Linked DNA regions of Sus scrofa: regions 1 and 2 are each linked to region 3. The links are chromatin contacts, called in public HiChIP or PLAC-seq maps. All regions are on one chromosome and are shown on one strand. The core of a region is the stretch at or near the end of the contact, and the rest is flanking DNA. Distances in the headings are between cores, read along the strand shown.

Evidence for each region. HiChIP or PLAC-seq counts read pairs in DNA pulled down with a chosen protein or histone mark.
Region 1: an H3K27ac HiChIP or PLAC-seq map of skeletal muscle shows a contact between it and region 3. The contact joins two enhancer-like sites. A contact is called at or near these places in 4 of 47 Hi-C or Micro-C datasets (embryonic fibroblasts, epiblast stem cells and skeletal muscle) and 1 of 2 datasets of contacts at active chromatin or transcription factors (skeletal muscle).
Region 2: a contact with region 3 is called in an H3K27ac HiChIP or PLAC-seq map of skeletal muscle. The contact joins two enhancer-like sites. A contact is called at or near these places in 2 of 47 Hi-C or Micro-C datasets (embryonic fibroblasts and skeletal muscle) and 1 of 2 datasets of contacts at active chromatin or transcription factors (skeletal muscle).

The regions. Positions count from the first base shown.
Region 1 is chr6:146,412,380-146,416,641 of Sscrofa11.1, forward strand. The region is part of intron 4 of PDE4B (phosphodiesterase 4B); the gene reads right to left. Among named protein-coding and RNA genes, the nearest start is that of PDE4B, 310 kb to the right of the region's middle. Within about 2 kb of position 2,397, at least 2 of the 83 cell types and tissues checked have an H3K27ac peak or open chromatin away from gene starts, as enhancers often do. A contact at or near this core is called in skeletal muscle, where this site is marked.
Region 2 is chr6:146,361,377-146,365,501 of Sscrofa11.1, forward strand. The region is part of intron 4 of PDE4B (phosphodiesterase 4B); the gene reads right to left. The region is part of intron 5 of LOC102162258 (a long non-coding RNA gene); the gene reads left to right. Among named protein-coding and RNA genes, the nearest start is that of SGIP1, 310 kb to the left of the region's middle. Within about 2 kb of position 1,310, at least 14 of the 83 cell types and tissues checked have an H3K27ac peak or open chromatin away from gene starts, as enhancers often do. A contact at or near this core is called in skeletal muscle, where this site is marked.
Region 3 is chr6:146,560,056-146,563,862 of Sscrofa11.1, forward strand. The region is part of intron 4 of PDE4B (phosphodiesterase 4B); the gene reads right to left. Among named protein-coding and RNA genes, the nearest start is that of PDE4B, 160 kb to the right of the region's middle. Within about 2 kb of position 1,551, at least 11 of the 83 cell types and tissues checked have an H3K27ac peak or open chromatin away from gene starts, as enhancers often do. A contact at or near this core is called in skeletal muscle, where this site is marked.

The sequences.
Region 1 (4,262 bases), core at 1,147-3,646, 150 kb before region 3:
GTAATTAATATATATTTGGCATTCACAAAATATTGAAGTTTAATATTGACATAAAGTCAGATTCGGTCATTTTCATAGGTAACATATACCTATTGTTTAATATAAATGCTAATTTTTTTGTCATCTACACAACTATTCTAGATTCAGGATCTGTCTATGTTACTAACAGTTTTTTTTTAACTTGATTTCCCAGAAATACTTTATCTTGTGTGTAGTTCTTTATTTTGATTGTTTGATTTTTGGTGACATACTGAAAATAATAAAGTTAAATAAGTATCTGCTAAGTGAAACTGACTTTTAACAAGGTCCCAGTAAAACAAGTGAAGCAAATGTCTGCTTCCAGTTGGCCACACTTATATCGAGTTTCATCTGTTCACTTGCTCCCACCTTCTTCCTGCTAATGGTGACATTTTGACATATCCATCCTGCCCTTGGAACTAGCTCGGCACAACACTTTAGACCAATTCTGAGAGCATCGGACTGCCAGTGCGACGCTAAGACATTAAACTGACCTGGCAGGGGCCTATTTCCAACCTCGAACCGCGTTCCTAATTGCTGGGCTTTTACAGCATCCATGACATTTAGCAGCAGCATCCTGACTCCACCATATATTGGCTCTGTGGGCTTGAATGAAATAATAATAATAATAATAATAATACTCCCTTAACTTCAGACTCCTTATTTGTAAAATGGATCTTAAGAAAACAGACTTTGAGTCTTTGTGATTTGTGTGCATGACGTTTGCTGGCCAATGCTTTTGGGAAATTCACACCTATAAGGGGAGAAGGACAAGGATAGGGCAGAGCACATGAACTGTGATGCTGCAGCAGAGGCCTCAGCTGAAGCTACTGATGCTTTGGAGGTGGGATGGCTTTTCAAGTGATGTTGAGACTAGGTACTGAATCTTGACATTCTACATCCGTCAGTCACTGGACACAGGTTGCCCGCAGGAGGAGTGTGGCCCTGGACAAGGTGGCTGTCTTTGTTTGGGAGTAATTTCTGATAAGAGTCAGGCAAGAACCTGTCCCCCGCCTGGACAGCTGGGGGAGTGAGTGTCACAGTTCTTATGAGGCTCTGGGCGGTGTCCTGCAGCATCCACTACATGGGGTTAGTCTTTTTTTTTTTTTTTTTTCCAGCTTTCATGTGATATCAAACAAGATCGAGTATGTTGAAAAACATCTACCCTAGCCCCAGGCACTTAAATGACACTCAATAAAAATTTTCCATATGAAGCAGTGAAAGAAAAATGAATAAATGTTTTACTGACCCCAGTTTTTGTTGTATTTGCTATTTCCCCTGTGCTACTGTCAGTCACCTGTGTGTCTCTTTCACAAAGTATGCGACTATAAAGACTTAACTTTCGGGAGCTCCTGTCATGGCTCAGTGGTTAATGAATCTGACTAGGAACCATGAGGTTGCGGGTTCGATCCCTGGCCTTGCTCAGTGGTTAAGGATCTGGCGTTGCTGTGAGCTGTGGTGTAGGTCACAGGCACAGCTCGGATTCCTCATTACTGTGGCTGTGGCGTAGGCCGGTGGCTACAGCTCCGATTCGACACCTAGCCCAGGAATCTCCATATGCCACGGGAGCAGCCCTCAAAAGGCAAAAAGAAGAAAAAAAAAAGAAAAAAACTTAACTTTTTAGAGAGGCTCTTCTGGGTTTACCATGAGGGAGCTGTCCTTGTTTCACAATTGATTCATCTTCCCATTTGCTTTGATTGACCCGCAAATTTTTAAGTTACAGAAAGACCTGAACTAAGTGGGCTGAGTGAGACAGATGAATGCTGAATCTTTGAAGACGGAATTTGGGTGATTTTTAGCATCAAGGTTAGGTTAACTGGAGTCTAATTTTTGATTAAGATCACTTCTATTTTTTAGGCTCTAAGGCTAGCCTGGAAAAGTAGTATTTTCTAATTGTTTCATTTCAGCCAGCCCATATATGAGATTTGCAGCAGAAACAAGGCAAATATGATCATCTAATCAAGAGAAAGTCATGCAGTTATTTTCTTTTACAAAATAAGAATTCATACTCCTCTTTATGGAATAGATCTCATATCTTAAAGAAATTCCTCCCGTACATAGAGTGTTTACACCTCTTCATCAACTACCTGATGAGATAAATACCTCTTTCCCCATTTATAGAGAGGTTTAAGTGACTTTCTGAGTTGCAGAATGTGTAAAGGACAGAGCTATGGCTTCTAAGGTTTGACTATTATGCCACCCCCCATAACACCACAGTGATTTTACTTTCTCCCTCAAAAATGTATCTGTCTTCTCACTGTACAGTTAATCCTTTCATTCTATAATGAAACCTTTTGTACCACTTACTATATCCCAGGTCCAGACTGCAAGGTGAACAGCAGTGTCACTAAATGCAAGTACACGCATGGCTCAGACCAACTACTGCAACAAGAGATGTGCTGGAACACAGCCTTAGACCTTTGTAAGCTGAATCTACTTCCTTCGATGTCTCGTTATTCAGCCATTGGAGGACATAAAGCCAGGCTATTTATATGATTTTCAAATTTCTTAAGAAGAAACAGTCACTTTCAACCTCAAACAAATACTGATGAACAGTGAAGTTCTTTTTCGGCACTCAGGGTGACAAATATTCTTAGAATAAGCTGTTTCTTCTCAAGCTAACATCTTGACTATATGCTATTTAGACTCCAATATAAACAAAACCTAATAGTCAGAGGAAAAAATCACATTCTCCTGGAATTGTACATTTTATGACTCTAACAAGGTGATGACAATGACCCCGTTGTTAATTTTCTGTGATCCAATACGATCACAATTATACTAATACAGGCTGATTTTCAAGGGAACAAAAATAAAATAAAATGTTTCTTTGGTGAAATCTCCAATGAGAGCTATCTTATGACACAGTATCTCCCTGGAGACTGGTTAGGGAATTTTCTTGCAGAAAACATTTTATGTGATGAAAATGGAGTGCATTTGTTTCCTTGGAAACAAACCCCTTCACCTTCATTGCAGAGAATTTTAAGCAATGAAAATTTAGTAATTAGGCCCAGAGTCTACCTATTTTAAACCAGTGGAATTTTCAAACATATGACATTATTAGAAATAATGTGCAATAAAACCCAGTTCGCTCAGTTAAAGTCAAACAAATAAACCTTTACATGACTTAGAAGTATAGACATCTGGCGTTCTAAACACTGAAACAGAATTACCTAAGGACTCTTATACTTGAATAGGTTAGAAAATCCCTCATTTCAAATCATCAGCTGACTAAAAGAATCTGTCACAAAGAAAAAAAACTAAGAAAGGCACAAGATGAATGACAAAAACATTAGGTATTAGAAAGTTTCATCATGAGAAAGTAAAAAATGTGACTATTGGACAATAGTCTCAAGCCAATAATAGCTTTGATTATAGAAAATGTTTTCTATGGGGAAACCAAATCTGCTTTCTTTGCTAAATGGTGTGGGGGAGGGATTTTATAGCCTTCAGCTCCCTCCCACCCCAACCATGACTTCATTTTTTATTGATTTAAAAAGTTTTTTATTTATTTAAAAATTTTTTATAGTTGATTTACAATGTTTCAGGTGTAAAGTGATATATATACATATATAGGTATACACACATATGTATACATATTCAGATATGTATACATATACACGCAATATTTTTTCAGATTCTTTTCCCTTATAGGTTACTGCTGAATATAGTTTCCTGTGCTGTACAATAGGTCCTTGTTTCTCTATTCCATGTAGAGTATTATGTGTCTGTCAATTTCAAATTCCAGATGTAACTCTCCCCCTCCTTTCCCCTTTGATAACTATAAGTTTGTTTTCTATGTCTGTAAGTACATTTCTGTTTTGTAAACAAGTTATTTGTATCATTATTTTAGATTCCACATATAAGTGATATCATATGATATTTCTCTTTCTCTAGTCCTTTGCTTTTTTTACAGAATCAATCAGAATCGATCTCCTGGATATACTTACGAAATCACATTTTCTTTTTTTTGTTTTATATACTATTTGTTGGCTCAAGATCAAAATATGGGGGAAGTGGGCATTAGGCAGGTTAAGACCAATTCTAACATTTCTCAGGCTCAAATGATTACTTTGATAAAAGTAATCATATACTTTAATTAAATTCTTTTTTTTTTTTTTGTCTTTTTGCCATTTTCTTGGCCGCTCCCACGGCATATGGAGGTTCCCAGGCGAGGGCTCTCATTGGAGCTGTAGCCACTGGCCTACACCACAGCCACAGCAATGAGGGATCCAAGCAATGTC
Region 2 (4,125 bases), core at 60-2,559, 200 kb before region 3:
GGAGGTAGCGTTCCAAAAATATGGACTGGAATCTGAGCCCTGCCTTTTACAAGATGAGTACCTCAGGCAGGATCTGTAAAGTGATGACAATTACATTATGAACCTCACAGGGTTGTCTGTCAGACTTCAAGTGAAAAAATGAAAGGGATGTTTTATGAACTTCAGATGTTATAAAGATTCAGCTCTTTTCCAATCGTGTGCCATGTAGCTTGTTGGCTCAATAAGAAATGGAAGCTACCCAATCATGGTGAGTCTTTCCCTGCCAGGCCTGCTGGAGCATGAGGCCAGGGTATGCATATGAAGGGTAAAGGAGGCATTCTCCTTCTGCCAGCAGTTCCAGTGGCCAGCAGAGGAAAAAAAAATTAGAAGTTCCTGTCGTGGCTCAGTGGAAATGAATCTGACTGGCATCCATGAGGATGCAGGTTCGATCCCTGGCCTCGCTCAGTGGGTTAAAGATCCGGCATTGCCATGAGCCGTGGTGTAGGTCACAGATGTGGTTCGGATCCTGTGTTGCTGTGGCTGTGGTGTAGGCCGGCAGCTGTAGCTCCTATTCAACCTCTAGCCTGGGAACCTTCATATGTCATGGGTGCAGCCCTAAAAAGGCAAAAAGAAAGAAAGAAAGAAAGAAAAATCAGTATTTGGACACATATTTTAAGAAAAATTTCCCTGCTACAGCACGTAGAAAAGATTTCCTATAAGTTATTTTGAGGCTGAGCGTTTATCATATACTTAATGTATAATGTATTAAGCTGACAAAGCAGCTTTAAAAAAAGAAAAACATTGCCAAATGGTTTTTTTTTTTTTCCCTCCTCTGCTTCCTCCTGTGTATTTTCTCTCTGCTAAATTCATTAAAAAAAAAAAAAATACAACTGTGAGAGTTTGTCATCTTCCTTGGAAAATACTGTAACTCCGCTCATTGGGTGCCCTTCACTTAGAGCTCAGCACAAAAGGCTGCGTGTGAAGAGAGAGGAGGAAATGGGTGCCTGGTTAGACCAGCCCTGCCCCCAGGGAAAGCCAGTTCCCTTGTCACTTTCTCCTTCAGATATTCCTGGTGTGACAGACAAGCTGCATGCAGGTTATGTTATCTGAGTACCCTGGACAAATGTGGCCCATTGAGACATAATCTGCTTTTAGAAGGGCTTATGCAACTCACATTCCTTGTCTGAGGCTTTCCCACATTTCTGGATAGCCACTGACATTTTAATAATTTTTTTAAGTGCAGGGAGGCAGAAAAAGTCTGCCTATGATCCGAGAAAATATAACAGCTACCTCTCTGGAGTGAGGGCTGGCTTATGAATCAGTGTTTTTCTGTTTCTTCATTTCATTTCTGTGCAGGTTTACTAGACACTCTGGACTGGTTTGAAACCTCTCAATGACGTCAATGGGACAGAGAAATTGGAGCAGCGGAGACAGCTGCAATGCACCAAGTCTACTGAGGTTTTATTCTTTTCTCCCAGGGTGACATCTGAGACAGATATTATCAATCAAGCCCTCCTGGCTCAGTACCAAATCAAAGACACTTTATCATTCAAAGCAGTAAAAAGCTGCAATTAGCTGATCTGCTTGGCTCTTTCCCTAGGAATATCTTGTTCATGACAATTAATAATGCAATTAAAGCTAAATTAAACAAGAGAATGCTTACTAAAATATTTAATTTAAATATGGGAGTTCTTCCCTTTAGTGGTTCAATTATTAGATCATTAAAGATGACTCTCTACATAGATTTTGTATAAAAAATTCCAAACAATCAAATGATTACCTCTTTTGAAAACACTCCTAAAAGCCCAATGATAAGCTTTAGCCAGTTTCCAAAATGTCCAACGTCTAGGGGCAAAAAAAAAAAAAAAAAAAAAAAAAAAAGGTACATATAGCAAAGCTTTACCATCGTTTAGAAAAAACAAACAACAACAACAGTAAAAACTGGGACAACTGACAGGGAGGAAACCAGTGCTCTGCGAATTAACGTTTCTTTCAAAAACATTCAAAATAAACCCCAAAAGAAGAAAACAGAGCCAACCGCTTTTTTGTTTGTTAAGCACAACATATTATTTACTGACTTTTCAAGCGTCTCTTCTTAGCAATAATTTTCCTTGCCTGAGTATATAACGGCGTATTGAAATCTGAAAAAAATACAGCACTTAATCTAATTATATAGTTTTAAAGGTCTGCATTCGTTAAACTACATACGTTAAACCACTAAGGACATCCAAGGTTAATCTTAGCAAATCTAACTAATAAATATCCTGAGAACAGATTTTTTTGTTTTCAAAGTTACCTAGAAGGACTAGGCACAGAACCCTCACCAGGAAGAAAAATACAAAACTGGCTGCTCTCTGGCTCTCCTTGCTGTTTGCTGGTGTTTGTTGGCAAACAATGCTGGTGATAAAAATAAGTGCAAAGTGAACGAGAGAGAAAATTGGGGGTGAAAATCAGGGAGAAAATACTAATGTCATTCTCAAGGTGATGTAGCCAAACGGGATGGGATTCAGAGCCATTGAGTCTAGAAAGTCAAACCGGCCCAAACCAAGAAATGCAGAAAACAGTACTCTTTAGTAACTGCCTATTATCCAGGGAGCATCAGCCTTAGTATATTAGGTCATATTACAAATGCTGTATATTACTCTGTCTTAAAACAGATTCCAAAACTAGGAAAGGCCATGATGCAGGAGACTTACTATTTTAATGAGGAATACAAAAGGGAACATGTGTTTGGGTCAACTCTAAAGGTCTGGGTTAGCTAGAATAACAAATGTCTTCCCAATCAGTCATGTTTACCCAAGAATAAAGTACCAAAAGTGTTCTTCATTGTTTAGATTTAAAAAAGAAAAGTTTCTTTTCTCCACCTTCTTTCATCCATTTAGCTGTGAAACAGGCAATAAATCACAGCTAAAGCTACCAAAATATCTTGTATATTCTTTACAAAGCTGAGCTTCCTCACTGGTCCCGTCCTGAAATTTCTCCCACCATGACAGCCATCATTCCTTTATCCATTCCTTGCAAGTCAGCGTAATGGTAATGACATGGGGCCCTCAGGTCTGGTGGATGTGGGTTTGTATCCCAGCTCCATCTAAATAGGTGTCCCTAGATGACTGTGAATCTGCAAAATGATCATGAAATGAAATGACACATGAATAAATATCTTGTAGGCACTCTAAATGTGATAGCTATTATTTTTAGATGTTCATTTAAAATGTGTATTATTGTGCTCAGTGCCAGGTACCTATGTTAGGCAGTCACACACTCACACATGCACACTCACACACAAACCCGCATGCACAGAGATAATTAACACAAAATGCACAGGGTAAAACAAGCTAGCAACTTGAGAATCATTTTTACCTTCCCATCTAATCACCACTGTCTCTACCAATAAAAGCAAAGTGGGACACTGTCATAGCTGTGGGAAATGTCTTAGCCGCCATCAGTCTGCCAAATTTTACCAATGTCATAAACAAGCAAGGAACAGCCCAAGTGGTCATTCAGCCTGGAGGATTCGACCTCTTACCATTCTTGAATTGGTTTCCTCTTTATCTGGCCACAGATGATGGATTTTACGTCAATAGTATCTCTTTTCTGGATTGCCACAACAGGCTCTTAACCAGTTCTCTTGTTTTGAGCCTTACCTATGAATCACTGTCCTTTTAAAGGATGATCTGGCCCGATTCCTGCTTAAAAACTTTCATGACGTCTCAAAACTTATGTGGAAACAGTCTCTGGGTCACAGCAGACCCCATATAAGCTGCGGCTTGACTGACTTTCTAGCTTTATCCCCTTGATGCAACCTTTAATACCTACTCACGTCACTCAGTTCTCCCAACCAGCTACGCTATTTCACATTCTCATGCATTTTCTACCCTTTGTCTTCATCTTTACCTTTGGATTCCTATTATTACATGTTTTAATTACCACAGATACTTCATCAGTGGAGGGGGAAGTGGAAAACTGTTACATGGTACCTTTAGAATATGTCACCTATAGTGAATTTTTCCAAATAATATATAAGAGGATAAGAGATGTATAGATAATCTCTTCTTTTACTGTCTTAAAAAGTTAATTATAGCCAACATAGTGAGACTTGATGATATTTGAAAATTTGAATTATAAGTCCAGTTCTAAGACTTGTCC
Region 3 (3,807 bases), core at 301-2,800:
ATTAAGGACTTATTACAGCGGCACCCCCACCTTCTGGTGCCAAAATCTCTATCAGTTCGCTAGGGCTGCTGTAAGAAAGTATTGATGACTGAGTGGTTGAAAATTTAAGTTTATTGTCGCATAGTTTGGGAGGTCAGAAGTCCAAAATCAAGGTGTTGCCAGCTGGCTCCTTCAGACTGCTGTGAAAGAAAAATCTCTTCCAGACCCCTCTCAAGACAGAGGGAAGCAGAAAGAGAAAGGGAGAGGATAAGATACCACTAGTATTCATTGAGAGCAGCCTACACCTAAACCTCACAAAACCCTTTTGAAATATATAATATCCCTTTACAGGTTAAAAAAACTGAATTAAAGAAATGTAGAAACAACTATCCAAGATCACCCAGTTAGTAAGGTCTCAAACCCAAAGTCAAAATCCATGCTTTAATCCATTATATAAAGGAAAAATATATAAAGAATGCAAAGGAAAAATGAAAAAGAAATGTAAAGATATGCCCCAAATATAATTGACTATATTGAAACTTCTTGGCTCCAACTATGCTATATCCTAAAACTAGAATTGTTTCTCTACAAATGCCATTATTTCAATACAATACAAACTAATTTGAATGTGCAGTAAAAATGATTAGTTTTACCCAGGCAGCAATAAACTTCACTAATGGGTTATTTTTTTTTAATAATTTTGTCTGAATGCACCCTTATCAGTTTTAAGTCAGTTTTGAAAGAGAAGATATTGGTTTAATGCACCTTTGAGTGTTCATTCATTTGCAACTCAAAATTAGAATTTGTTTGCCCTTCATGTGTTGTTAAAAACTAGAAACATTTTCTTACATACCTCCTCTTCTCTATGATCTTAAACATTAAAGATGAAACTATCCTCCCATGATTCTATTTCTAGCCTGTTTTAGCTTCTAATAGACCCTCCTGAGAGTTATGTTTGGGGGATTCCTGGGTTAGAAACTTCATTCTCTTGGCTGTGATTATGATGGACAGCGTTTTGGCTGATTTTGCAAGTTCTACACTCAGATTTTAAACCATTTCATTTGTACTACATTAGACATAACAAATACTTTCATTTTACCTTTAGTAATGCAGACATTTCAGAAATGGGACACCAAATTCTTAATGATACTGCTTTTGTTTAATCTCTTAACTTTTCTCCTTTTTGGAAAGCAGGTTCCCTTTTAGAAGATCCTCGAAGGTGCCGCTTCACACCAGCTGCCAAAATAAAATCTAGGGATTCTTTAATTCCTCCTTCCAATCTGTGCCTAACACCATTTCTTGGTTCAGTTCTGGATTTCCAGACACATTTGGGGATTCAATTGGTACAGTATTCACTAAAATTAATGGACACCACTTGCCAAACACAGAAGCCAAAGAAAATGTCATCTTCACAAAAATGTAAACAAACTCAAAGTAAAGCATATGGAGAACATAAATGAAAAATCAAACTGAAAGAAAAGAAATGCTCTGCCCCCTTTATAGCAGGTGATTCGTACTCTAAAATCACGACCTATGATTGTGAATGTAGATTCCATCAGATGCTTTTTTATAGCTAAGGAAATGTGCCTTTTAAGGCAGGGATCCAAGTTTCTGAATCGTGACAGCAACAGCTGAAGACTAAAGATAGACAGTCAAAACAGCATTTTCTGTACATTTTCAGTTGTTTAAAAAGCAGTTACAGTACATTATGTGTGAAATATATTGTTTTAACTCTGTGATAGCTCCACTGGGGAAAAGATTTATGAGAGAAAATACTATTTTATGCCTTCCTTATACCACGTCTTAAAATGGCAATGGCTCTTTTTCTTGATGTAATATTTCCAGTGTATTTCATAGGGATGTGTATGACCTCTATTAATAAAACATCCCTATTTGAAATAAGTGTTGAGCTCACACATGGCTTATCACATGCCTGCGCACACTCACCTGGGCAGGTATTTGCCATCTCTGCTTGGAAAGCTCTTTCTCTCTATCTTTCCATGGCTCACTCTCTATTTCCTCCAGGGACCTGTTTACACATCTTCTCCTGAGAGAGGTCGTCCTTGTTATCCTCTGTAAAGCACCCCATCCTCCCTCTCACCTTACTCAGCTTAATTCTTCTAACACCATCTTTGCTCTCTGATATCGTATTATCTGTCACTGCCCCATAAACAAAAGCCCCCTGAGGACAAAGACCTTAAGTTTTATTTACCACACTGACTCTGGCACCCTGAAATAGTGCCTCCCATATAACAGGTGTTTAATACATGTCTGCTTAATAAATAAAGGTCACTTAGTGAAAAAGCAAGAGCGTTCACTCTGTACACCTATTAAGCGCCATCTGTCTCCTTCTCAATCACTTCAATCAGATCCTTAAGCAAATTCATCCCGAAGGCCGCTGAGAAGAGATGCTGAAAGACAAGCTCAGAATGACAGAGCAACGGAAACGCTAACACTCGTCTTGGAGTCACCACTCCTAATGGCCTTTTAGCCACCACCGCTGGGGTACCACCGAAAGTCTAACGTGCCATACACAGAGGACTACTACGATTTTCTGCAGCTTAGCTGGAGCTCTTCTTGCTAGACGGAAGGCAAAGCAGACATGAACTTGTGACCTTCCCAATGGAGTAGCTGTGCCACCACCACCCAGCCAGGGCTCAGAGAGCACAATGGTAACACTGTGTACAGAGGCATGATTCACAGGAGGAACAGGAGCTCCGCCAAAGGCAGGAAGGCAATCTGGACAGAATGCTATAGGCTGAGAGGGCTTCCTTTTCATTTCAGAATGAGAAGCCAGTATTTGGGGGGAGGGTAACTGTCCAAGCGGCAAGAGATAACCCTTAGGTGGGAAGACCCAGGATGTATGAATCACTTCCTTTGTCCGGGAAGGGAGTTCCAATAAGGAGCTTCACTTTGGTAAGCAAATCAAACTGTTTCTCAAATTTGATTTTCCATTTTTCACAGCTCCATAAATACTGAAGAAATGTGGTGGTGATGATGATAAAAACTAGGGGAACATTTCAAATATAACCGAGTTAGAAGATAAAAGTATTTATGGACAATGTTTAATGGCATTTTGAAAATTCCTATTAAAAACCCAGCTATTTATAAAGAAATGAGATACCAAGGGGAAAGACCCTTAAATCTGCATAAAATTCTAAATGATTCAGTATTCAAAACATTGAGCTTGTTGTCAAGGAGATTTATCGTAAGCATAGTAATTCTCCTTTCCATTCTAGGCTATCATTTATACTGTCCAGAAACACAGCATTATAATTAAGAACTATTTTGCCATAGATAACGCTGTATTTCCTAGAGTACTTTTGATGTTTTTTATTAAGATTACCAAGCACAAGAACACAGCAATCTATATTTCAAAAATCTCTATGTAAAAATACTTACGTGGAAACAAATTAAAAAGAGCAATCAAGTAGGAGAATGACCTAAGTGAATGAATTATTTATTTATCAGGAGTCTGTGCTTTGAGATCTAACATAAGCCAGTTTCTTCATCACCTCTTGGCAGTTCTTTAAGTTTTCTGTGCCTCAGTTCCTTGCCTGTAAGATGTAAATATTCTGGAGTTCCCGTAGTGGCTCAGCAGAAACAATCTGACTAGCATCCATGAGGACGCAGGTTCGATCCCCGGCCTCAGTGGGTTAAGGATCCTGCGTTGCCGTGAGCTGTGGTGTGGGTCACAGACGTGACTGGGATCTTGTGTTGCTACGGCTGTGGCTGCAGGCCTGCAGCTACAGCTCCAATTGGACCCCTAGCCTGGGAGCCTCCATGAGCTACAGGTGCAGCCACACACACACACACACACACACACAC